Linked DNA regions of Mus musculus: regions 1, 3, 4, 5 and 6 are each linked to region 2. The links are chromatin contacts, called in public HiCAR-type and promoter capture Hi-C maps. All regions are on one chromosome and are shown on one strand. Each heading gives the region's core, a stretch centred on a gene start, on an enhancer-like site or on the middle of the called end of the contact. The rest is flanking DNA. Distances are from core to core; before and after follow the strand shown. Region 1 has its middle 6.3 kb from the start of Gm15486. Region 2 holds the start of Mrps14 (mitochondrial ribosomal protein S14). Region 3 holds the start of Cryzl2 (crystallin zeta like 2). Region 4 holds the start of Rasal2 (RAS protein activator like 2). Region 5 overlaps Prrc2c (proline-rich coiled-coil 2C). Region 6 overlaps Sec16b (SEC16 homolog B (S. cerevisiae)).

Region 1 (3,334 bases), core at 761-3,260, 2.7 Mb before region 2:
TCTTGCTAGCCATTTGTATTTCTTTTAAAAAAGATCTGTTTACAACTATGGTACATTCTTCAATTATTGTTTTTGTTTGTTTACTTTTTTTTTTTAAGAGTTCTTATTCTGTATATCAGTTCTCTGTTGGATGTACAGCAGGCAAGGACTTCATTCCATTTTGTGAGGGTGCCTCTTTACTTCATAGCTTCTTTTGCTGTATAAAAGTTTTAAAAATTTAAAAATCACTTTAGTGTATGTATGTATGTATGTATGTATGTATGTATGTATGTATGTATGTATATGTGTGTGTGTGTGTGTGTGTGTGTGTGTGTGTGTGTATGTATGTGTGTGTATGTATGTACCACAGTGATTGTGCAGTGGTCAGAGGACAACTTGTGGGAGTCGGTTCCTTACTTCTGCCCTGTGGGTCTGGGGACTGAATTCAGCTCTTTATGCTTTATGGTTTGTACCCTGGCCCACTTGGCCATGTCTCACCGGCTCTGTGCAGAAGCTTTTTAATGTCATGAGGTCTCATCTCCCAATTGTTGGCATCTGTACTCTTTTAGTAACAACTTGTGCTGAACACTTACTACAGTTACTTTCCTAAGTGCTTCTAGCAAGGGGAGTTTAACTTTTTAACAGTTGCTACACACCGGGGATCTACAAATGTCTTGGACTATGTTAGTTACCACTCTCAGACTCATGTGGCCTGTGGCCAACAGCTAGACCACACCTGTTAGACCTTATATTTGTTTTTTAAATTTTTAGTTAAACCTCAAACAGTGCTTTCTCTCACTTATCCTACCACGGTCTTACAAGGGTATCTGGAACAAGATACAGTATCCTTTAAGAAGGCTCCTTTGCCTGGGATGTTAAGTTACTTGTCTCACAGCTAATCCCCAGAAGTGCTGGAATGCAAATCTAATTTCAAGTTCGAAGAGCTCTCCACTGTGATGCCCGACCAAGTATCACCTGTGTGTATGTGGCTTAGCTTGTCACACCTTTATAGAATATAAAATAACCTGGATGAAAGGCAAACATTTATTCCAAACTCACCTTCATACTTAACAGGTACTTATCCGTGTGGTATTTCATTTCAGTCACATAACAGCCCTTTAAGGATTTCATATTCAAGATGAAGGATCTGGAACATTATAACAACTGAGTGATTTTTTTTCGCCCTCTCAAATGTGCATGGCTGAGAAATAACTGAGGAAAAAAAATTAAAGCTTAGTTTCAATTCCCTTTTTTTGAAAGATTTATTTTAATTTATGTGCATACAAACATGTGTGTGTGTGAGTGTATGTGTGAGTGTGTGTGTGTGTGCTTGCACCTACCCTTGTGTGCAGGGGCCCCTGGAGGCCAGAAGAGTAGGCTGGATGTCCTGGAGTTGGAGATGAATGTGAGTGCTCAACGTGGGTGCTAGCAACTAAGTTCTAGTCCTCTTCAAGTGGCTTGACATCCTGCTCCAGTCGCATCAATTTTCAGTTTTCTTTGGAACTTTGATACTCTCCACAAAGATTTAAAGATGGGAAATTTGATGAATAAGGCTGGGGCTGTGTGATTTGGAGAAGGAAAGGCTGCTGAGCTGCATGGTGGGTATCCCCTGTCTTAAAACGACTGAGATGGGATTCTAAGGCGCACGCATGCATGTGTGCATGTGTGTGTGTGTTATCCCTTAGGAAGGACATCTGAGCTTTAGAATATTGGTGTATACTACTATGAGGTCCCTGAGGACCTCCTTTCCTCAGAGAAGAAATACCACGTGTTCCAGGAAAACCAAAACTTTCAGACTCTCCAAACATGGTTAGTGAGTTGGTGCAGTGCAGTGGCTGGGTGCTCCGGGTCTTATATAATACAGAATTTTATCCAGCAGTAGAGAGCTCAGAAAGCTTTAGGTCTGTAAATGAAAGAACTGTATATCAGCAGGGGCCTTGGCTTGAGCTTTCCTGGCACGGTCATGGCTTCACCTGCAGGCCTGGAATCCTTCCAGAGGCTCTTTCCAGCTCATTGGCTCTGAGTGCTTGAATGTCTGCTCTTGTTCAGAATATGTCTCTCAGACTTCCCCACTGCGTGGCGAGGAATGACTCAGTGTGGGGGTGCAGAATATGTGTCTGTTTATCTGTCTCATAGCCAATGTGGAAAATTTTTTTGACATCTCATGCTTGTCTTCAAAAAAAAAAAAATGACTGCAAATTTGAACTTCCCTTCAGAATGTTTGTGCTGATGTTAAATTAAAATTCTATTGAAAATAGCTTATAAAAGAAAGAAAATCATGCTTCATGATCATCCTGTGGCATCCTGCCCTGTTCCTGGAGCAACCAGCCTCCTGTGCGGGAAGCACTGGACCACACTTCTTAAAGTTGTGAATGCTGATGTTCTCACCTTAATCCATTGGCGTTTTCCCCTGTGTAGTCAAGTGATACTGTTTCTCCATTTCCTCTAAGTCCTGGGTCAATGCAGGCACTGCATTGAGTGTCAAGGAGGATTTGTTGATTTCACAGCAGTAATAAATATTCAAGTCTCTTCCTGGTGATGTGTGTAGAATACTTTGTGGGTGCATTTTCTCGTACATCTAGAGAAGTAGCAATTATTAACACCTATGGAGCATTTACTATATTTAAATTATTTGTAAGTTTTAGATATGATTTTTTTTATCTTCATCATAATTCTGTAAGGTAGGGTTCTGTGATCATCTCTGCAGATGAAGAAATGTTATGATATGGATGTTACTAACAGGTTTATATAGTGAACAGATGGTAGAACAGGGTCTCCTGTTCAGACAGTTATTCCAGGACTGAGGTGTGCTTCTCTTCTGAGGCGTTGACAGCCATTGATCTGCAGCAGAGAGAATACCCTGAGAACGCTAAAGACTTTTATTTCCCGTAGCTGCTGTGTGAGTCTTCTTTGCCCCTTGGCACTTGACATGGGGCCTAAAGTCACAGACACAACCCTCTATGGGTGCACTCATCCTGACTCTGAGAGTACCAGTTAAATGGGAGGCCGAGTGGCTGAGAAGTAGGACCCCTCTGCCAGCCCAGGGCTGCCAAGGAAGCTTGGAGTCCTTCTTGAATGATGGGGTGTCTCTTTAGTTATCGGTTGCAGTTCAGGATGCAGGAAGAACAGGTCTGTGGGAGGCCAGACAAATGGCAACAAAAGGAATCCATTGTCAAGATTATCTATAGGGCACTATGGTCTAGTGGCCTATAGATTGTGCCAACTTCTATTTCTAAGCCTTCAGGAAGTCCCAGGGCCGGTACTGGTGACTTAGATTATCTGTGCCAGGCTAATTGACTTTGGCACAGGCACCCCTTTTTTTCTGGCACCCCACATCTCTATAATTGGAACTCTT
Region 2 (3,427 bases), core at 503-3,002:
AATGCTTTGATCTCTAAGTAACCTTCAATGCAGTTGCAGAGAAACTTGGGGCCAGTTTTACGTTGAAGGCTTCTTGGCTTGTTTAGCAACATATACTATCTGCTTGTGCATGGAAGCTCAGGGTGAGAAGACTCCAAATAAAGTCTCTCAGTACACTCAAGAATAGAGGGAGAATGTAAACGGTCACATTGAATTTTAATCTTTCTGATTTTTTTCTGGACCTTTTAGGAATTCAACTCATGGGTCTGTGCAATAGTTTAATTGTATAAAACTCGCTTTTTAAAAGATTTGTTTATTTATTTATTATATGTAAGTACACTGTTGCTGTCTTCAGACACTCCAGAAGAGGGCGTAAGATCTCCTTACGGATGGTTGTGAGCCACTGAGTGATTGTTGGGATTTGAACTCAGGACCTCTGGAAGAGCAGCCGGTGCTCTTAACTGCTGAGCCATCCCTCCAGCCCTAAAACTCATTTCTTTTTTGTTTTGTTTTGTTGTTTTTTTGAGACAGGGTTTCTCTGTATAGCCCTGGCTGTCCTGAAACTCACTTTGTAGACCAGGCTGTCCTCGAACTCAGAAATCCACCTGCCTCTGCCTCCCGAGTGCTGGAATTAAAGGCGAGTGCCACCACGCCCGGCCCTAAAACTCATTTCTTACTCTATAGCCTATAAACATATCTTTCTGACTTTCAAGCCCCTTCCAGAAGTTTGGCTTTCTGAAATTGTAACACATTAGTGAAACTTTTCCTGTTTTTAATTGAAAAGAAATATTTTTATACAGCATATTTCCCCTCCCTCATCTCCTCCAAGATCTTCCCACTTCCCTTCCTATCTAACTCCCGATGAAAACAAACAGGCATCTTAAAACAACAGAAACATAATAAAAGAGTTTGCCGTGTACCCATATCTTGAGATGACTGTAGATGATGCCCAATTATGTTGTGTGTGGCGTGGGGGTGAGTGGGAATGAGTTTTAACCAGGGTTTGATGCTGCTTGCTGGTCTAGGACTTTTTAGATCTTAGTATGATGGCAGGGACTCCTGGTTGTCTTATCCTGCCAAATGGTTTCAGTCAGAGTTTCCCTAGCCCATTAGAAATGTTCACTAACTTGTAACGCTTAAAGAAAAAAACTCTCCTTCTTCCTGGGAGCTTCCTGTGTAAAGAGCCCAATGGGCTGTTCCTCACTGCACCCATCAACACATCTAGGAGACAGGCTAGGAAGATGGCAGGAAAGTGCCCTGTACTAAAGGGAAAACAGCAGGCACATGCACACACACCACTACCGCCGTCCAACCCACAGAGACAAAAACGTAAAACCTATACAACCTTAATACAGATATGATATAATATAATAAAATAAATATAATATATATAATATAATACATATTTAAACCCTTGGCGTGCAAGCAGAAACTCTATCAGGGCCACTACCATCTTCTTTACAGCAGAAATGTGACCAGTGCCAGTTCTGCAGGATGAGTGACAAATGCTGCCAAGCTTCCGCCGGGTGGCGCCAACGCGCAGAACACAGGCGCAGGCTGGGCGGGGCTGGGACAGAGGAACAGCAAGGGCCAGGAGAGATCGCGCAGGCTCACTATTCTCCTACTGCCTAAGTGGGCGGTCCGCATGGATGATTTGCTTATCTATGAAATAACGCGAGAGTTATTTCAAATCCCGCACCTACCCTCTCCCTCTCTATAGGCTAAATCCTGCCCTGGACCCGCCCTTTGGGGCATAAGCCCCGCCTCCACAGAACCTGTTTCCGGTGTTGTACTGCGGCGGTGGTTGGCTGGCTGGGCAGACAACATGGCGGCGTCCGTGCTAGGCTCGCTGCTGCGGACCTTCCGGCAGGTCAGGCCCCTGCCTTTCTCGCCAGCCTACCCCTTCCCTGATTTCCGTGTCCTGTGGGTCCCTCGTAACCCTGTCACCTGTAATGCGCACGGAGGACCGATCCCAAGGCTCCTATCTGCTTTCCCGTCCTGGCTAGGTTAGGAGAGCCCAGAGCAGCAGTCGAGGGCTTGGTATTCAGGTGTGATCCGTCATGTGAAAGCTGCGAGAATGACTCCGGGTTATAAGGAGCCGAGTGTGAGTGGAGAAGAGAGGGGAGAGTCGGATGATTGAGACCTCAGAGGCTCCGATTATGCAAAGAGACTGTAGGGAACTAGCTGTCAGCCAGTGGTGGCTTGGAAGCAGGTGGTGACAATTTCGAATGGGGAGCAGGCCATTCCGCTAAAGCAGAATTAGTTAAAGGAAGGGCCGAGAATTGGCTGTAGAGTTAAGGAGTGGGAGTGTTATGATGCGGATAGAAACTGGAACGAGCAGCAAAGGACGTTGGAGAAGTCTTGGATAGTTTTGTTGGGGAGGGGTGTCAACTAGAGGGAGACCTGGGTGGACCTGGGTTGTTTTTTCTTTACTGTGACATTGCGTCATATCTGTATATTAGAGTGGGGGAACACTGATATAAAGAATAGGGAAGAATCGCTGGAGATCTGCCTTTTTTTTGCAGGCAAGAGGTGATATAGTCTGTGTATGAATTTTGATTTTAGGAATGTGGTTAAGTCATGAATAGCAGTTTCGTCCAGTAGAATTGTAATGCAAACCACAAGGATAATTTAAATATTTTCTAATATTTATATTGAAGTTTAAAAAGGAGGTGCGGTTAATTTTGATAGATATTTTTAGTCAGGTCTATCCTTATCCTAACAAGTCAAAATTAGAATGACTTATGTGACATTTGCATTCTTCTGTTGGAAGCAGGTTTCAAAGTCTGTGTATCTGACACTTAAAATATATATATATCGCAGTTGGGATGCTAACTTTTGCAGTTGGACCAAAACCAAACTTTTAAGCGAGTTAATACCAAGAATTATGTCCCCACTTGTACTGCTTACAGTTCCAGTGCGTATTAGCTGTATCCATGGTTCATGGCCACTGTAATGGACAGAGGTGTCATATAACCAATGAGAGGGGTGTAGAGTGTAGTACAAATACTGCCGAGGGGGCACAGGTATGGTAGTGGGAGTTTGGAAATTCTCTCCAGATTGCTTCTAATTTTATAACTAAGGGTACTGAAGTCATCAGAACCTGAGGGTGTGGGAGAAGGTAACAGTGACTTAAGAAAGAAGAATGAATACACCTGCAAATTGTCCCCAGATTTCCACCTGAGTTGTAGTATGCATGAGGTATGCACATGCACACACAAATAAATGCCATAAGTTACTTCCTAAAACTATTAAGTCTTCCCCCCATGAGATGGCTCAGTGGGTAAAATGCTTGCCACCAAGCCTGTGCAGTTCAATCTAAGGCCCCATGTTGTAGGGGGGTAACTGACTCACAGAAGCGTTGTCCTTGTCCACCCTCCACACATGCCCGTCCATACACAAGCACACATGTGCACTCAGACATGCCAAATAGAATTTAACTGCTCAA
Region 3 (3,533 bases), core at 627-3,126, 2.7 Mb before region 2:
ATTCCTATCTTTCCTTTTTTTCACATTGCTGGAGATTGAACCCAGGGCCTCTAGTTTGCCAGGGTGAGCACCATAGCACTGAGCTACATCTCCAGGTCCCAAGTTCATCTTACATGCTTGGTTTATATGCCGTTTACAGAGTGCTTTCCTGCCTGTCTCATTGGAGCCATGGGTTTTTTAAAAGAAATCATCTCCCATTGTAGACATTGCTTCCCTTCGGTTGTTTGTATGTGGAGCTGAAAATTCCCAACGGGTACGATTATGATGACAGCGCCTACTGCACACCTGAGGGGCTTATTTGTTCTTGGGTTCCTCAGCCCTCAAAGCCTTTAGGTCATAAACTCAGAAATGCATCCTTCCTTTTCGCTTTACAGTTTCCTCCATTCAATTGCTGTTCGTTCCTGCTCAATGCCTTCTCTTATGGAAGAGTTAATTGAGGGCGAGAACCATTAGGGAGGTGGCCAAAGAGGTGGTAGAACTGGATTTCAACCTGTGGCCTATACCCTCTGGCCAGATGTCTTCCAAAGATGCCATGCTGTCGTTAAATCTATTTATCCAATGATATAGTCTTCCATTCTTTCCAGCATAGCATGTACCTCACATACATTGCTGGCGTATAGTCACTTGCTGTTTTAAATAGGTCAGATAGATCTACATCTAATACTAACGTGTGTGTGTGTGTGTGTGTGTGTACATACATGTACATGGTTCATGTGTAAGGTCAGCATTTGGAGGTTAAAGGACAATTTTTGGGAGTAGGGTCTCTCTTTCTACCATGTGACGTCTGGGGGTTGAATTTAGCTTATCAACCTTGATAGCAAGCACCCTTACCCACTCAGTTATCTTGCCAATGCCAAAGCAATTTTATATACTATTTCATATAGACAGTAGTATTATTTTTGGTTCTTCTAGGGCATACCTGTGCCCCTAAGGCTTATGTCATCACTGAATCACATTTACCAAGGGGTAAACCTTTGGAGCATGAGAGTCATTAAGTTTTGGGCTGACTTTTTATTTATTTTTTTACTAACTAATATTTTAAGACAGGGTTTCTCTATGTAGTCCTGGCTGGCCAGGAACTGGCTATGTAGACTAAGTTGGCCTCAAATTTACCAAGATTTACCTATCTTTGCCTTCTGAGTGATGGGATTAAAGGCATGTGTCATCATGTTAATTTATTTTTATTTTTATCGGAGACAGGTCTTACAATGTAGCTCTGGCTGATTCGAATGTTCAGTTTTCTTGTCTCTGTCTCCTGGGCCCTGGGATTACAGGCGTGTGCCCAGCTGGCTTGTCTTTAATTGGATATTCTCTTTGGATTTGTTCAGGATCAGTTAACACCAGACTATTGGTAACAGTTTAGTTTTTTTTATCATAATTAGTCCTGTGTGAGAAAATTAGTGGCAAGAACTCTAGCAGTTCAAATGTAGACATCAAAGGATTCACCTGTGCATTTTGGACTTCTTTCTTAGAAAGAACCCCAGAACTACTACTGAAATGTTACCAAACACAGATTTAATAGTCTTCCAGGCACACCCTGTAGTTCCAGCACTCAGGAAACAAGAGGCAGGAAGATGACATGTTCTAGGCCAGCCTGGTCAACACTGTGAGAGCTACCTAATGAGACCCTGTCTCAAAGACTCTTAATCTGGGGTGATCGAATCATTTCCCTCATGCTTCCTTTTTGTTTTCCAGAACCAGCGAAGAGATCAAGGGTTGCACACACTGTTTGGTCTAACCCTAGAAGTGGTGTGGGGCTGACAGTCCCCTGCACAGACAGACAAGAGCTCCGCCTGCCGGTCAGGTCACCCGGCCAGAGCAGGCACGTCCTGGGACGCCTTTCCGCTCTCCCCAGAGCTCTTCCTGCCACATGCTGGCCACGCCCCTCGCGACTTCAGCTGGCCATGGCAGCAAGGCTGTGTACGCGTTGCCTCCCTCCGGTGTGGCTCTGCAGGTGCAAGCCCAACTCCCCCCCCCCCCGCCCCCCCCCCGGCCCCCTTACAGACCCCAGGGGTACTGCTGAGAAAACCAGCTCCCTTTTCTTTGTTGCAGGCAAGCCTGGCAGGGCCAAGGCCGGCACTACCGAGCTGCACTCTGCACCGAGTTGAAGCAGCCCCTGACCATTCAAGAGGTGGCTCCCCGCCCCGTCGGGCCACAGGAGGTAGGGTGACAAGCTTGACCCCGGGATGCCTCCTTGTATAGTTCAGAGCCTCTGACTTTCTCGGCCCAGCACTCGTGGGCTTCCTGCTTCGGTCAAAATCCTAGTTCCCAAGCGTAGGGGGCGACCAGAGGCTGGAGCGCACCCACTTTAGGTTGGAAGGTCAAGCCCTTTCAAGGTTCACGGAAAGGCTAGAAATGTCAAGGAAGCCCTCCCTCAAATCTCAAGCATAGGCCTCTCAGAGAGCTCCAGAGCCGTTGCCTTAGAAACTGTGTCTGATTTACACAGGACTTTACATAACAATACAGACAAAAGGACCCTTATCCTTTGCTTAGCCCCTCTTCAGGGTCAGTATCAAATTATGTACGGGTCCCCGAACCATTGCCCCCATCCCAATCTATCTCATGAAGAATACAAGCCTGGGCTCCTCTTATGTCCTGCTGTAATTTGGGATGAGATCCTTTTCCTGCCAGGAAATGTGGAAGTCACCTTGGCCTTGCCTGTTGACCACTTTGGTGACAGCGTGTGACACATATGTAGTAGAGAATGACAATTTGAAACAGGGTGGAGTACGCAAGAGTATCTTCATGTTAGGGGTCGCTCATGAGAGGCAGAGATGCAGCTACAGTTGTAAAGGTCACCCAAATGGGGCCTGTGGTTAAAACAGATTATTGGAAGAGAGGGTGATCACAGCCATTCAACTTCCCTCATCTTGAGTCATTCATTTCTGGGATAACACCATGTCATCCAGGCTGGAACTGAACTTACAGTCTTCTTGTGTCAGTCTCCGGAGTGCAGAAATGCCTCCCTACTCTTGGCTAAGTTGTTTTTAAACCAAGGTGGAGTGTCTTGAGGACAGTGGACATGCTATCCACCAGTCAATAAGTACTCCAGTTTTTGGATGCGGAGGCATGGGCTCCCCAGTTTTGCTGTTTGCATTGTAAGGAGCTAGCTTCTGAGAGTGTTTTTATGTTATTTTTCTTTGCCTTTAAATCCCTGGAGTTTGCAACGGGCCCTGGCATGTGGCACATACTTAAAGAACTGAGAAATGAATGATTTTGATAGATAAAGAATGGCTTCTAACCAACCCGCCACCTCTCCAGTAAACGTAAACACGTAGAGCACATTGATCTGGGATTCCAGCTGGCACCTTTTGGGATCCCCACCCTTGTGGGCTGCATTCTCTGATGAGCACCAGAGTTCTCTGGGCCTGTTCAGACAGGTTGCTGAGCCTCTCCTATCTTCCCATGTATGAGTCAGTATGGGGTGTGGCCTCAAAGTTGGAACTTCTTTTTTTTTTTTTTTTTTTTAAGACAAGAGTCTCATTATGTATCCCTAGCTGGCCTGGAACTCATAGAAATCTGCCCATCTCTGT
Region 4 (3,553 bases), core at 648-3,147, 2.8 Mb before region 2:
AAACCATGAAAAGATGGTCTTGAATTATAAAGCACAGAACCTATTTGGAAGTATGAAAGCCAAGCCATAAATACAATATGCTGATCACTAACAGCATATTAGACAAACAAAACTGCAGGACAGCATCTCAACACTGTGTGATTCCAGATACTTCAAATTGGTCATCTTATATTCAACCACATTACTATGTCTTTTATGGTCATGTGTAGCAGAAACATTCTGCTAGCTTGATATTTTGGAAAGCCACAGCTAACCCATGCATACAGCATGTTTAACGTTGCCACAGCCTTTCCTGAATAGAAAATCATCATTCAGGTTTAATTTAAAAGATGGTTACTCGGAATGCAGAAAGGGAAAGTTTCTTTAGTGTGTTCATCACTTTAAACCTGCTGAGTGACAACCGGGTAGCTTAACCACGAAAACCAGAAACAGCAGTGCAATCTGAAACAACCTACACACTCAGGACAAGCAGAGAGTACGGTTCAAGGAAAAGCTGTCGGTAAATCTACTGCTACCAAACACTTGAACTGGGGCTGGTGCAAGGGCTACGGCTAGGGCTGGGTGTCTCTCCCATCTCTGCCCCCCACCCACAACCCCTCGATTTTGTTTTGTTTTGTTTTTCATTCATTAGCTCATCTTCTACTAAGCTTTTTCATATCTTTCTCTCAACACTTGCTTCACACAACAGGAAGGAAATGAAATCCCATTCACTTGGTTTTGTGCCTTGTTCCATTCTACCTTCCTGAGGACTCAGCAGCAAGTGCCTTTAATTAATCACCTAAGAATTACGTCCAGATAGCTCAACTCTATAAACTTACTGTGGATATCTAAAGAGGTCCAAAGGAGCCTACTGAGTCACATAACCAGGCGCTATATATTGGATAAACTTGTCAAAAAGCATTTTCTGCAACAACAACAACAACAACCAAAAAAAGATGTGGACAGCTGACCTAGGATAGATGGGGGACTAAGAATGCATCGGAGCCCAAGGAAAGATGAGAAACGCCAGCCTCTGAGGCAGACGACTTGTGATCCTTACCGAACACCCGGACCCAGCTCTGCTGCTGGCACACTGACTCCAGAAGGATCCGATCCAGCATGCCACCGGCCACTGCTCCGCTGACTGGGACGACCGCGTCCAGATCCTCCGGGGGCAGCGGCGAGTCGGACTCCAGCCCCGTGAACATCTCCGGCCACGACAGCGCCTCCGCGGCTCCTCCGGACGACGGAGACAGCTCCATGGTGTCCCAGAGGGAGCAGGCGGCGGCGGCGGGGCGGGCTTCCCGGCTGCGGGAAAGGGACGACGGCGCGGCCACCAGCACCCGAACGGCTGCGGGCGCGGACACCGCTCACCTCCTTCCCCGCCGCCCACCGCCCGAAGGCCGGGCGCCGCAGCCCACCTGCAAGCGGAGGGTGGGACCCGGGCCGGGAGGCGGGTCCAGCGTGGTCCGGAGCGGAGGCGGGTCCCGGCTCAGGTGCGGGTCCGGAGCGGACGCGGAGCACCCGGGAGCGCGGGCTCACCTCCCGCCCCCACGCAGCCCTGCTCAACCCCCGCGGGCGCGTTCGCGGGCCGCCCGGGCTTGGGCTGAGGATGGAGCTCGGCCAGGCAGGGCTGGGCTCGGGGGCGTCGCCGCCAGGGGCCGCCCCCTCTGACCGGCTCCCGCCGCCGTCGCCTCGGGGGCTCAAAGCGCCGGCTCCCTCAGCCTGAGGGGCGCGCCCCGGCCCAGCTTCTGTCCGCCTGGCGTCGGCTTGCTCCCGCGGAACGCGCAGGCCGGCCCGCTAACTCTCAGGCCGCCGCTCCGGCCGCTGCTTGGGCTCCTCCGGCTCGCGCTCCTCTGAGAAACCCACAAGCCCGGCAGCCGCGGCGCTGGCGGCGGCGGCAGGCGGCATCCCAGGGTGATAGGCCGAAGCAATCGAGTGCCGAGCTCACGGCCGCGTGTGCAATCCAGTAACCGAGCGGAGGAGGAACTGCCGCCGAAGACAGCAAAAATCGGGCACCGAAATACTCAGCGGGCCAGGCCCGCCTACTTTCCTAAGACTATCCTGCTCCGACCGCCTCTCGGTGCGGGGATCCTCGAGCTGCTGGTGGAAGCAGAGACGGTGTTGGGGAGGCGGAGAGAAAACGGGGTGCGGGAAATTTAAAAAGATGGGAAAGGCGCTTCCCTTTTATCTTAGCCCCTATCCTGTTGATTTCTGGACCAATGCTTCTTTCTCGGACGAAGAACATGAAGACGCTGCTTTATCTAACAGTCACCTCGGAAGAAACGCCATGGTTCCTCCACAAGGGAGATCTGGCCCCGCGTCTTGGATCCTGAGATCTGTGCGAGATCCCGGCTTTGCGCCCTGTCCGCCCTGGAGCTGGATTTATCATCAGTTTAGAATAGCATGGCTACGATGTGTGGTGCGGATGGATGGACGAGCCCCGCAAGTACATGAAATGCCCCAAAGCCCCAGCATTAACCAAACAAGCTTCTCTTTTTTGCCTTTGATCTTTGCAATCTGTTGGCTTCTCTTCTAACAGTGTCACTTGGGTTTTATTTTTGGTCTATGTGTAAACTGTCTTCCTCCTTAACATTGGCTTCGTTTTGTGCCCACCCAAAGCGGGATTCACCAATCCAGATTTCAGAGATTTTAGGCATAAGTAAATAAATAAATAAATAAATAAATAAATAATAGTAATAATAATAATTTCGGGTAGAAATTTACCAATTTAAATTATGTTGACAAATCAGGTTTTTCAACAATTTATGAACATGGCTACTTCAAACCAATCAGGAATTTTTCATAATTAGATGATGCTAAAAAATATTTGGGGGAGGGTTTTTGTTGTGTCCCAGCCCACCCCAGCCCTCATTTCTCTCTACTTTGACCTTCTATAAGAGGTCAATCTAATTTTCTAGGTTTTAGGAATTCTCATGTGTTTTTGTGTTTTATGGGAGTTATAGCATGCATTTTATAATTTTCTCCCAAATTTTACATAGAGTAATAGCATGTTAAAACAAGAAGTGACTTTAAAGATCCTCTCACCCTTCCTCTTGTTTAACAGGTGCAGACAGGACAGTCCACATCACCTGCCAAAGCAGCCAGCAATGCAACAGGTACGTCTTACAAGCTCTCAGTGATACTGATTTCTTCAACTCTGATCCTTCAAGAACTCTGTGATTAGATTTGTTAATCTGGTGCTTAGCAATGAAGTAGAGTAATCCCTCCCGGTATATAGAAGCCCACTTGCTTGCTATCTGACTACAGTCAGCTCTCCAATTTTAATAAATGAGAGATAAGGAAGCTAGAAGTTACAGGACCCAGCCCTAAACAAATCTAGTGTTTTCTTTCTCCCTTCTTTCCTTCCTTCCTTCCTTCCTTCCTTCCTTCCTTCCTTCCTTCCTTCCTTCCTTCCTTCCGTTTAGTTTCAAGACAGGGTTCCTCTGTGTACCAGCCCTGGCTGCCCTGGAACATGCTTTGTAGGCCAGGCTGGCTCTGAACTCAAAGAAATAGGCCTGCCTCTGCCTCCCGAGTGCTGGGATTAAAGGTGTTGGCCACCATACCCAACTCA
Region 5 (3,562 bases), core at 905-3,404, 2.5 Mb after region 2:
GGAAAGTAAGAATTGGAGGGAGAGGAAATTATGTAAATATAGTACTTACATATGAAATTTAAAAAAATTAATAAAAAGAGCCTCTGGACTGGAGAGGTGGCTCAATGGTTAAGGGCATTGACTGCTCTTCTAGAGGACCTGGGTTAAATTCCTAGCACCCACATGGCACCTCACAACCGTTTCTAACTCCAGCTTCATGGGATCCAACACCCTCACACACATACACACTAGCAAAACACCAATTCACATAAAATAATTTTTTTTTTTTTGGCTTTTCGAGATAGGGTTTCTCTGTATAGCCCTGGCTGTCCTGGAACTCATTTTGTAGACCAGGCTGGCCTCGAACTCAGAAATCTGCCTACCTCTGCCTCCCAAGTGCTGGGATTAAAGACATGCGCCATCACTGCCTGGCAATACAAATATTTTTAAGAAGGCCTCTATAGTTGTATAATATTAAGAATAATACACGATCATTCACACTAAGGTCCCTAAATACCTGAAGAACTCAATTGTAAAAACATTTTTAAAATAACTGCCGCCCACCCCAACCCTGCTTTTAGCATTAAGAAATAATCATTCTGTCTGAAAAATGAGAGATTCTGACTGAGAAAACCCAGTAAAAATGGCATTTTCCACTGAAATTAGATATGGTGCATATGTATTTTCTAGATTTTGTACAACTGTATATTATTTTCTAACAGATTTTGGCCAAAAATAAACAAACATTTTGCATAAAATTTTATAAGGCAAAAGATGGGGTATATAGGGGGAACGGATGTTTTTAAAGAAAGTAGCTGGTTTCCAAAAGATATAAATGAAATTTGGGGAGCAGTTTGTCAAAATATAAATTAAAAAAACAAAAAACCCAAATTCCTTCAAACTACAATCTTTGAGACAGTTTTTAATTGCTGATATACTAAAATATCATATAAGTTTCTAGACAGAGCTTCAATAGCAAATGTTTTAACCCTACAGTCGTACACTTACTCAGTGCTTACCATATACCAAAGAAATTGTGACCAGGAAATATATTGTCCTCATGCACTAAGCAGAGATAAGAGCTTAGAAATTTGAGATTGCAAAGGTATAAAAAGCAAATGTGAAGTCAGAAAGCTAACTAACCAGTGACCATCTTTTGTCTTTCTACCATTACTTCAAGTGAAGACAGTGTTCAAGTGGCATTTGAATGCAGAACCTCTGGTTCTTAGCAGCCACTACAACTGGGAGGTTGTCTCAGGCATGTTACAACAGCACTAACAGAAAGGAATGAGAGAGGAAAGCGAAGGAGACTGGTGACTTCAGCAACCACCCCCAGAGTGTCTGTCAGCAACAATACTGAGTTATGTACAAAGAATCAAGCTTTTTACTAAATCAAATTCAAGAACTACTCTCAGAAAATTATTGACATAAGAATATGATTTTCAGAGACTACAGTGTTTAGACCTAGATATTAAAAACCAAACACATAAAAACTGTGTCAGTGTGTGCAGAAGTAAATGTTTACACAGAAGACAAAGAAAATAAGGTAAAACAGTTAAAGGCAGGACACCTGGATAAAGAAATATGGACATTCTCTACCATCTTTTAACTTTCTAGAAAAATAAGTGTTGGTGGACACCATCTGGAGGAGCAGTGGTGAGCAAGTGAGGGACCTGGAAATAGTCCAGTTTTGCAAAACTGTGATGGGTGTACCTTAGAGAGGCAAAGCAGCACCCCCCCCCGGGGGGGGGGTATCACCAAATTGCTTCTTGCTTCTGCTGTGCCTTCTCCTGCTTATCATTGCTATAATCATCCTGTACCTAGCATGGTATTAATGGGCACGGGGAGACCCTCACTGCCTGTGGTCTGATGTGACCACTTCAGGAAGATAGCCCAATCTACTGAGCAAATTTTCTGCAGATCAATATGAAGATGAACGTCTATAAAATAATGGTGTTTAAATGAACTGATTTTACAGAATTCCTGACTTGATTTAAATCGTTTTAGGAATTTGGTGTGGTTGATAAAGACTCAGGAGATGGTTTCAGTTGCTTTGCCAGGAAGATGAATCAAAGAACCAACAGTAGACAGACTGTGCCCTTCTCTGCAGAGCAGTGAGGGCTGTCTAGGCTAGAAAGGGAGCCCCGTGACCTCTCAAGCCCTGCGAGCGCAGAGTGGGACTTGAGAAAGGAACAGAGGTTTGAGACAAGTTAATACGCAAAGAAAACATTCACTTGTTCTAGGTTGAGTTCGTTAATCTTGTGATCTAAGGATGTGGTCACAGGTTTTAGTGTGCACCATGGGAAGGTAGAACAGATGATAGTCTAGCTATGTAAGGCTTCAAAAAAAATATGTAAAAAAAATTGGTTTCTTGGTAAATGAAACTGTTGTCAGCTAACAGAAAAATTAGCTACAATAGAGCTGGCATGTTTAAAATTGTTAATCAACGACAAAAGAATTATTGCTTTGGGTTAAGATGAATTTGTGCAAAGATAGATGGAAAATGTTCAGTAAGGTTTGGGTTTCAAAAGAATATATAGTCAGTCATCATGCAATTCCCCTCAGTGTAATGATTTTAATCTGTTTTTGAAGAATACGTTTTTCTGGTGATTTTTTTTTTTTTTTTGAGAATATGTAACTTGTAGCTATAAGGTGATCTTATGTTGAGAATTTTTGTCTTAGGTGATATATAAAGGAGTAAGAGAAAAAGCAAAGTTGTTAGAGCCTTGCTTCATCCACCAAGTGTGTGTATGTTTCCCCCTCTTCATTGGCCACAGAGAATTAAGTCTTGCTCCCCCAGAGAAAAGACTGAGTTGCAGAGTACACACCCAGCCTCAGCACCTGAGATGTTGAAGCTGGCCTTTGGAAAAGCTTATTCCTCTCTTAAAAAATTGTAAGGACTTAAAAAAGGTGACACCTTCTCCACAAATAAGTTCTTCTCCCCCAATTTCTAAGAGTATTTTCTCTTATCTCTAGTCTTAAACACCACTAAACTTTGGTATTAGATTCTCACACTTATAAACATTATTGAACTATATTCTAATTTAGCAATGTATTTTGGGACCCACCTTTCAAAAAGCTAAGGTTTTGGCATGCAAAATATAAAATTACCAGACTGGGTCTCAGAAGTACTTAAAAGTCTAAATCATTAAAATTTATAAATTAAGAAAATTGCCCAAAAAAAAACCCTATAAAGCTTGAAAACAATGGTATCAATATTAATTCAGGTGTGCCTCAAAAGAAGTGTCCAAGATAATTTTATTACAACAATTTTCATTAAGGAGATAAACATTTAAAATGAGGTAACACGTTATTTAAAGTTAAAGAGACTGTACATGGCTGATGCTTTCTTCCTCACAATGTACTACAATCTAGAACACCAAATCATTATGAGCACTGAGTGAGCCTCCATTAAATAAACATGCGCACCTACACAGAAAATGTCATTTTCAAGTGAAATAACATAAAAAGCACCACAGATTATAAGAGGAATTTGTGTAACCTGAAATTATGAAGCCCTAACCCAGAGGTGATGGTATTTAGAAACGCAGATGATGACATAAAAGTCATGAACAGGTCAGCA
Region 6 (3,442 bases), core at 404-2,903, 2.6 Mb before region 2:
TGTCTCTCTCTCTCTCTGCTGTTACTGTCTATTTGTCTTTCTGCCTCTCTATCTCTCTTCTTCTCCCTCTCCCCATCTCTCTTTCTCAATTGGCTTTATACTACCCGTGTCTTTCTCCAAACCAGGGAGGAAACAGGATGACTTCCAAGATTATTTCCTTTTTGTAAGAAAACTTCCCCTTCTGTTATATTCTTGAAGATCCAGCAAGAAATGGCCTGGCTTATATGTTTAAGCGAGGATAGCAGTGTCCTTGTGGTGTGTGATTGTTGGCAGGAGAAATGTTTAGCCAAGGGTGTGGCTCATGGTCTAAGCCACTGTCATTAAGTAAAACTATTACTCTGATGACTTCTTATGACCACCATTATGATATATACTGTTGAGATAGATAGGGAGCAAATATCACATGGAGTTGGATAAAGCATCCTTTATTCCTTGTGATGATTATAAACACTAAATAATTACAAATAGTTGGGAATTCTAAGTGTTAGCAATTACTGTCAATTTCACTCTCCCTCTGTGTAACAGGATTGATGTAGACTGTTTGCAAATTACCTTTCTTCTACTGAGGTTGTGTGTGTGTATATATAAATGTATACACACAAATGTGTGTTCATGCCTATTGTGAAATTTATAAGGTGCAAACCAAGTGTGAAGAACTGTGCTGTGTGCTTCATATAATTGTCTCATTTTATTGTCGCTGGGAATCTTCTCAGGTACAAATGATGATCTCTGTTCTAGAGACGAGGAAACAAAGGTTCAGTGCAATTAAAGACTTGCTCAAGTTCACACTACTAGCATGAGACAGGACTTGGGTGGAATAACTTAAAACACCCAAAGAAAGAGAAAGATATTAAAAATGGAAATATATTCCATGTCCAAGGATTAATAAAATTGATATCACAAAAATGACTAAGCTACCAAAAGCCGTTCACATTTTAATTCAATCCACGTAAAAATCTCCACCTCATTCTTTGCAAAAATAGAAGACACGATCCTAAAATTCATATGGAAACACAAAATACACCAGATAGGCAAAGCAACCTGAGCAAAAAGAACAATGTTGAAGGGCTCACCTTTCCAGATATTAAGGTATGTTACAGAGCCACAGTAGTACAAAGAATACGGTACTGGCACAAAAACAGACATCTAAGACAATGGACCAAGATCAAAGACCCAAACATGAGCACAGCTAACTACAGCCCTTCATATTTGACACAAATGCCAAAGACATAAGCTGGAGAAAAGGAAGCATCGTCAACAAGTGGCAGTGGGAAAACTGGATGCCCACATGCAGAAGAATGAGATTGGACCAGTGTCTATCTCCTTACACAAAAACTAACTCCAAATGGGTCAAAGGCATGTGAAATCTGAACCCAAGGCAAGCGCTGTGTGTGGGTCGCCTCAGTTATACAGGGCTGATGACTTTCTCCCGATGCATGGTGGAGTCCACGGCCACTGCACTGTCACCAGGCTGAGAGGGGAATTGAAAGTTGGCTTGATTTTCTCATTCCTTAAGTGGTAATAGGAAGCCATTTCACAGCAGCATCATGAAGGTTGCCATGTGTGGAAGGGCCTTATAAGACCAGGACACACTAGCCACTTGTAAGATACTGAGCAACCCGAATCCCTGACCTTTGTACAGGGTTAGCATGGGCAAGGGAGATCAATCTTTCACTTCCCTTTTCTCACTAAAACCTGAGTTGTTTTGCAGTGGGGACAGCAGGGTGTGGGGAGGACGTTGTCTCTAGATAATTGAAGTGAAGGCACAGAGAAGAAATTGGAAAATCAGTAAACTAATAATTCCACCTTATTTATCACTTTTATAACTAGTGTGTATCTGTGTGTGATATACATGTGTATGGGCTTGTATGTGTTTGTGAGCTTTTGTGTCTATGTTTCTGTATGTGTGGGTATGTGTTTGTATCTGTGTATGTGTATCTGTGTGTGTGTGTCCCTCTCTGTGTGTCTGTCTGTGTGTATGTATGTGTTTATGTGTGTAAGGGTATATGTGTGTATGTCTGTGTTTTTTTATATGTGTGTTTGTATGTCTGTATGTATGTTTTTGTGTCTCTGTGTGTATGTGTCTGTATGTATATATGCCTGTGTATCTGTTTCTATGTTTCTATGTGTGTCTGTGTGCGAGTGTATATATGTGTATGTATTTTTGTGTCTCTGTATGTGTGGGTGTGTGGGTGATTCTGTGTGTGTGTGCGTGTGTATGTATATATTATTTTCCCTCTCTTTATTATTTATTATTTTTTTATTTTTTGGCTTTTTCAAGACAGGGTTTCTCTGTGTAGCTCTGGCTGTCCTGGAACTCACTCTGTAGACCAGGCTGGCCTTGAACTCAGAAATCCGCCTGCCTCTGCCTCCCAAGGGCTGGGATTAAAGGCGTGCGGTGCCACCAGCACCTGGCTCTTTTTATTTGTATTTTGAGACAGGGTCTCATTCTGGTCCAGACAGGCCTCAAACTCGTGATGCCCTCTTAGCCTCCCGAGTGCTAGGTTTACAGGTGTGGGCCGCCAACTTGTTCTGTGCCACACACCTGCTGCTTCAGGCAGATGGAACTCCGAATCAATGAGTATTAGCATCACACACACTGAATAATAGCATCAATAGCATAGCAGACATTCCTTGAACTCCATACCTACGAATAAACAGCAGCCTTCTTAACTACACCCTGGTTTGTGGTAAATGATTCTGTAATTCGTTATTATTTTTCAGGTTTGTGGAGACAAACAGTGGGGAGACTGGCGGCCCCACTTGGCTGTGATCCTGTCAAATCAGGCTGGAGATACAGAGTTGTACCAGCGAGCGATTGTCAGCATGGGGGATACCCTGGGTAAGCAGAAATTGGCTTACGCCTTCCCTGGGGCAACTTTCCATGTCTGACATTAGTTTAGTGTTTCCTAGTGTTTCTCAACTTTCCTAATGCTAGCACCTTTGATACAGTTCCTCATGCTGTGGTGACCCCCACCCCAACCCCAACCATAAAACTATTTAGTTGTTACTTTATAACTGTAATCTTGCCGCTGTTAGCCTCCTGGTTAAGAAACCCCAGGGAAAGGTACCTTCATCTGCTTTTGCTATGTTTGTGTGTTTGTTTGTTTTTCCATATCTGTTTCCCAGAATTCCCACTGGGAGCGTTGTGTTTCCATTGCTATATAGCCTCCTCTTCACTTTCTACTTACAGGTGAGGTGCCTTTACCTTGAGCTAACACAGGGGCGTGCCACTTCCTCTTGCCTCGGGGACTTCAGATGGGAAATGCTGCTTTTGCCTAAACCACCTTGGTAGCTTTCTGTCTTTATTTCTATTATCTGTCTGAGAACAGGGCCTTACAAGTGTGGAATGTCTACAGGATATCCAGATCTCTACTTCACAAATTTGGTCTAACTTTTAGAAACCATGGTGTTCTTTGTGGAACGCTGTGAACAACTGCTC

The links. Promoter capture Hi-C pulls out the DNA fragments that hold promoters and counts their contacts. HiCAR-type assays count read pairs that join an accessible place to other places.
Region 1: a promoter capture Hi-C map of hippocampal neurons shows a contact between it and region 2, with 4 times the contacts expected there. The contact joins the enhancer-like site here to the promoter of Mrps14 in region 2. A contact is called at or near these places in 6 of 39 promoter capture datasets (the 3T3-L1 cell line, hippocampal neurons, liver and 1 more).
Region 3: a contact with region 2 is called in a promoter capture Hi-C map of liver, with 3 times the contacts expected there. The contact joins the promoter of Cryzl2 here to the promoter of Mrps14 in region 2. A contact is called at or near these places in 2 of 39 promoter capture datasets (liver and stem cell-derived epiblast-like cells) and 1 of 115 datasets of contacts at active chromatin or transcription factors (embryonic stem cells).
Region 4: a promoter capture Hi-C map of pre-B cells shows a contact between it and region 2, with 3 times the contacts expected there. The contact joins the promoter of Rasal2 here to the promoter of Mrps14 in region 2. A contact is called at or near these places in 4 of 39 promoter capture datasets (cranial neural crest, hippocampal neurons, liver and 1 more) and 1 of 115 datasets of contacts at active chromatin or transcription factors (astrocytes).
Region 5: a HiCAR-type map of astrocytes shows a contact between it and region 2, with 2.6 times the contacts expected there. The contact joins the enhancer-like site here to the promoter of Mrps14 in region 2. A contact is called at or near these places in 3 of 39 promoter capture datasets (the C10 cell line, liver and pre-B cells), 3 of 484 Hi-C or Micro-C datasets (the G1E-ER4 cell line, embryonic stem cells and pre-megakaryocyte-erythroid progenitors) and 3 of 115 datasets of contacts at active chromatin or transcription factors (astrocytes and embryonic stem cells).
Region 6: a contact with region 2 is called in a promoter capture Hi-C map of liver, with 5 times the contacts expected there. The contact joins the enhancer-like site here to the promoter of Mrps14 in region 2. A contact is called at or near these places in 2 of 39 promoter capture datasets (hippocampal neurons and liver), 1 of 484 Hi-C or Micro-C datasets (the N1E-115 cell line) and 2 of 115 datasets of contacts at active chromatin or transcription factors (astrocytes and embryonic forebrain).

What each region holds. Positions count from the first base shown.
Region 1 is chr1:157,516,346-157,519,679 of GRCm38.p6, forward strand. It overlaps a transcript of Sec16b not described here. Among named protein-coding and RNA genes, the nearest start is that of Gm15486, 6.3 kb to the left of the region's middle. Within about 2 kb of position 2,011, at least 94 of the 459 cell types and tissues checked have an H3K27ac peak or open chromatin away from gene starts, as enhancers often do. A contact at or near this core is called in hippocampal neurons and liver, where this site is marked.
Region 2 is chr1:160,193,463-160,196,889 of GRCm38.p6, forward strand. It overlaps Mrps14 (mitochondrial ribosomal protein S14), which reads left to right and starts at 1,753. Exons shown (of 3, transcript NM_025474.4): 1 at 1,753-1,849. The coding sequence starts at 1,805.
Region 3 is chr1:157,456,692-157,460,224 of GRCm38.p6, forward strand. Cryzl2 (crystallin zeta like 2) reads left to right here and starts at 1,877. Exons shown (of 10, transcript NM_001033284.2): 1 at 1,877-1,954; 2 at 2,053-2,161. The coding sequence starts at 1,905.
Region 4 is chr1:157,410,698-157,414,250 of GRCm38.p6, forward strand. It overlaps Rasal2 (RAS protein activator like 2), which reads right to left and starts at 1,898. Exons shown (of 18, transcript NM_177644.5): 1 at 1,040-1,898. The coding sequence starts at 1,241. It overlaps 2810025M15Rik (RIKEN cDNA 2810025M15 gene), which reads left to right and starts at 1,655. Exons shown (of 3, transcript NR_027984.1): 1 at 1,655-2,428; 2 at 3,047-3,098.
Region 5 is chr1:162,726,012-162,729,573 of GRCm38.p6, forward strand. All of the region lies in intron 1 of Prrc2c (proline-rich coiled-coil 2C), which reads right to left. Among named protein-coding and RNA genes, the nearest start is that of Prrc2c, 13 kb to the right of the region's middle. Within about 2 kb of position 2,155, at least 48 of the 459 cell types and tissues checked have an H3K27ac peak or open chromatin away from gene starts, as enhancers often do.
Region 6 is chr1:157,548,283-157,551,724 of GRCm38.p6, forward strand. Sec16b (SEC16 homolog B (S. cerevisiae)) reads left to right here. Exons shown (of 26, transcript NM_001159986.1): 13 at 2,725-2,842. Among named protein-coding and RNA genes, the nearest start is that of Sec16b, 24 kb to the left of the region's middle. Within about 2 kb of position 1,654, at least 13 of the 459 cell types and tissues checked have an H3K27ac peak or open chromatin away from gene starts, as enhancers often do. A contact at or near this core is called in liver, where this site is marked.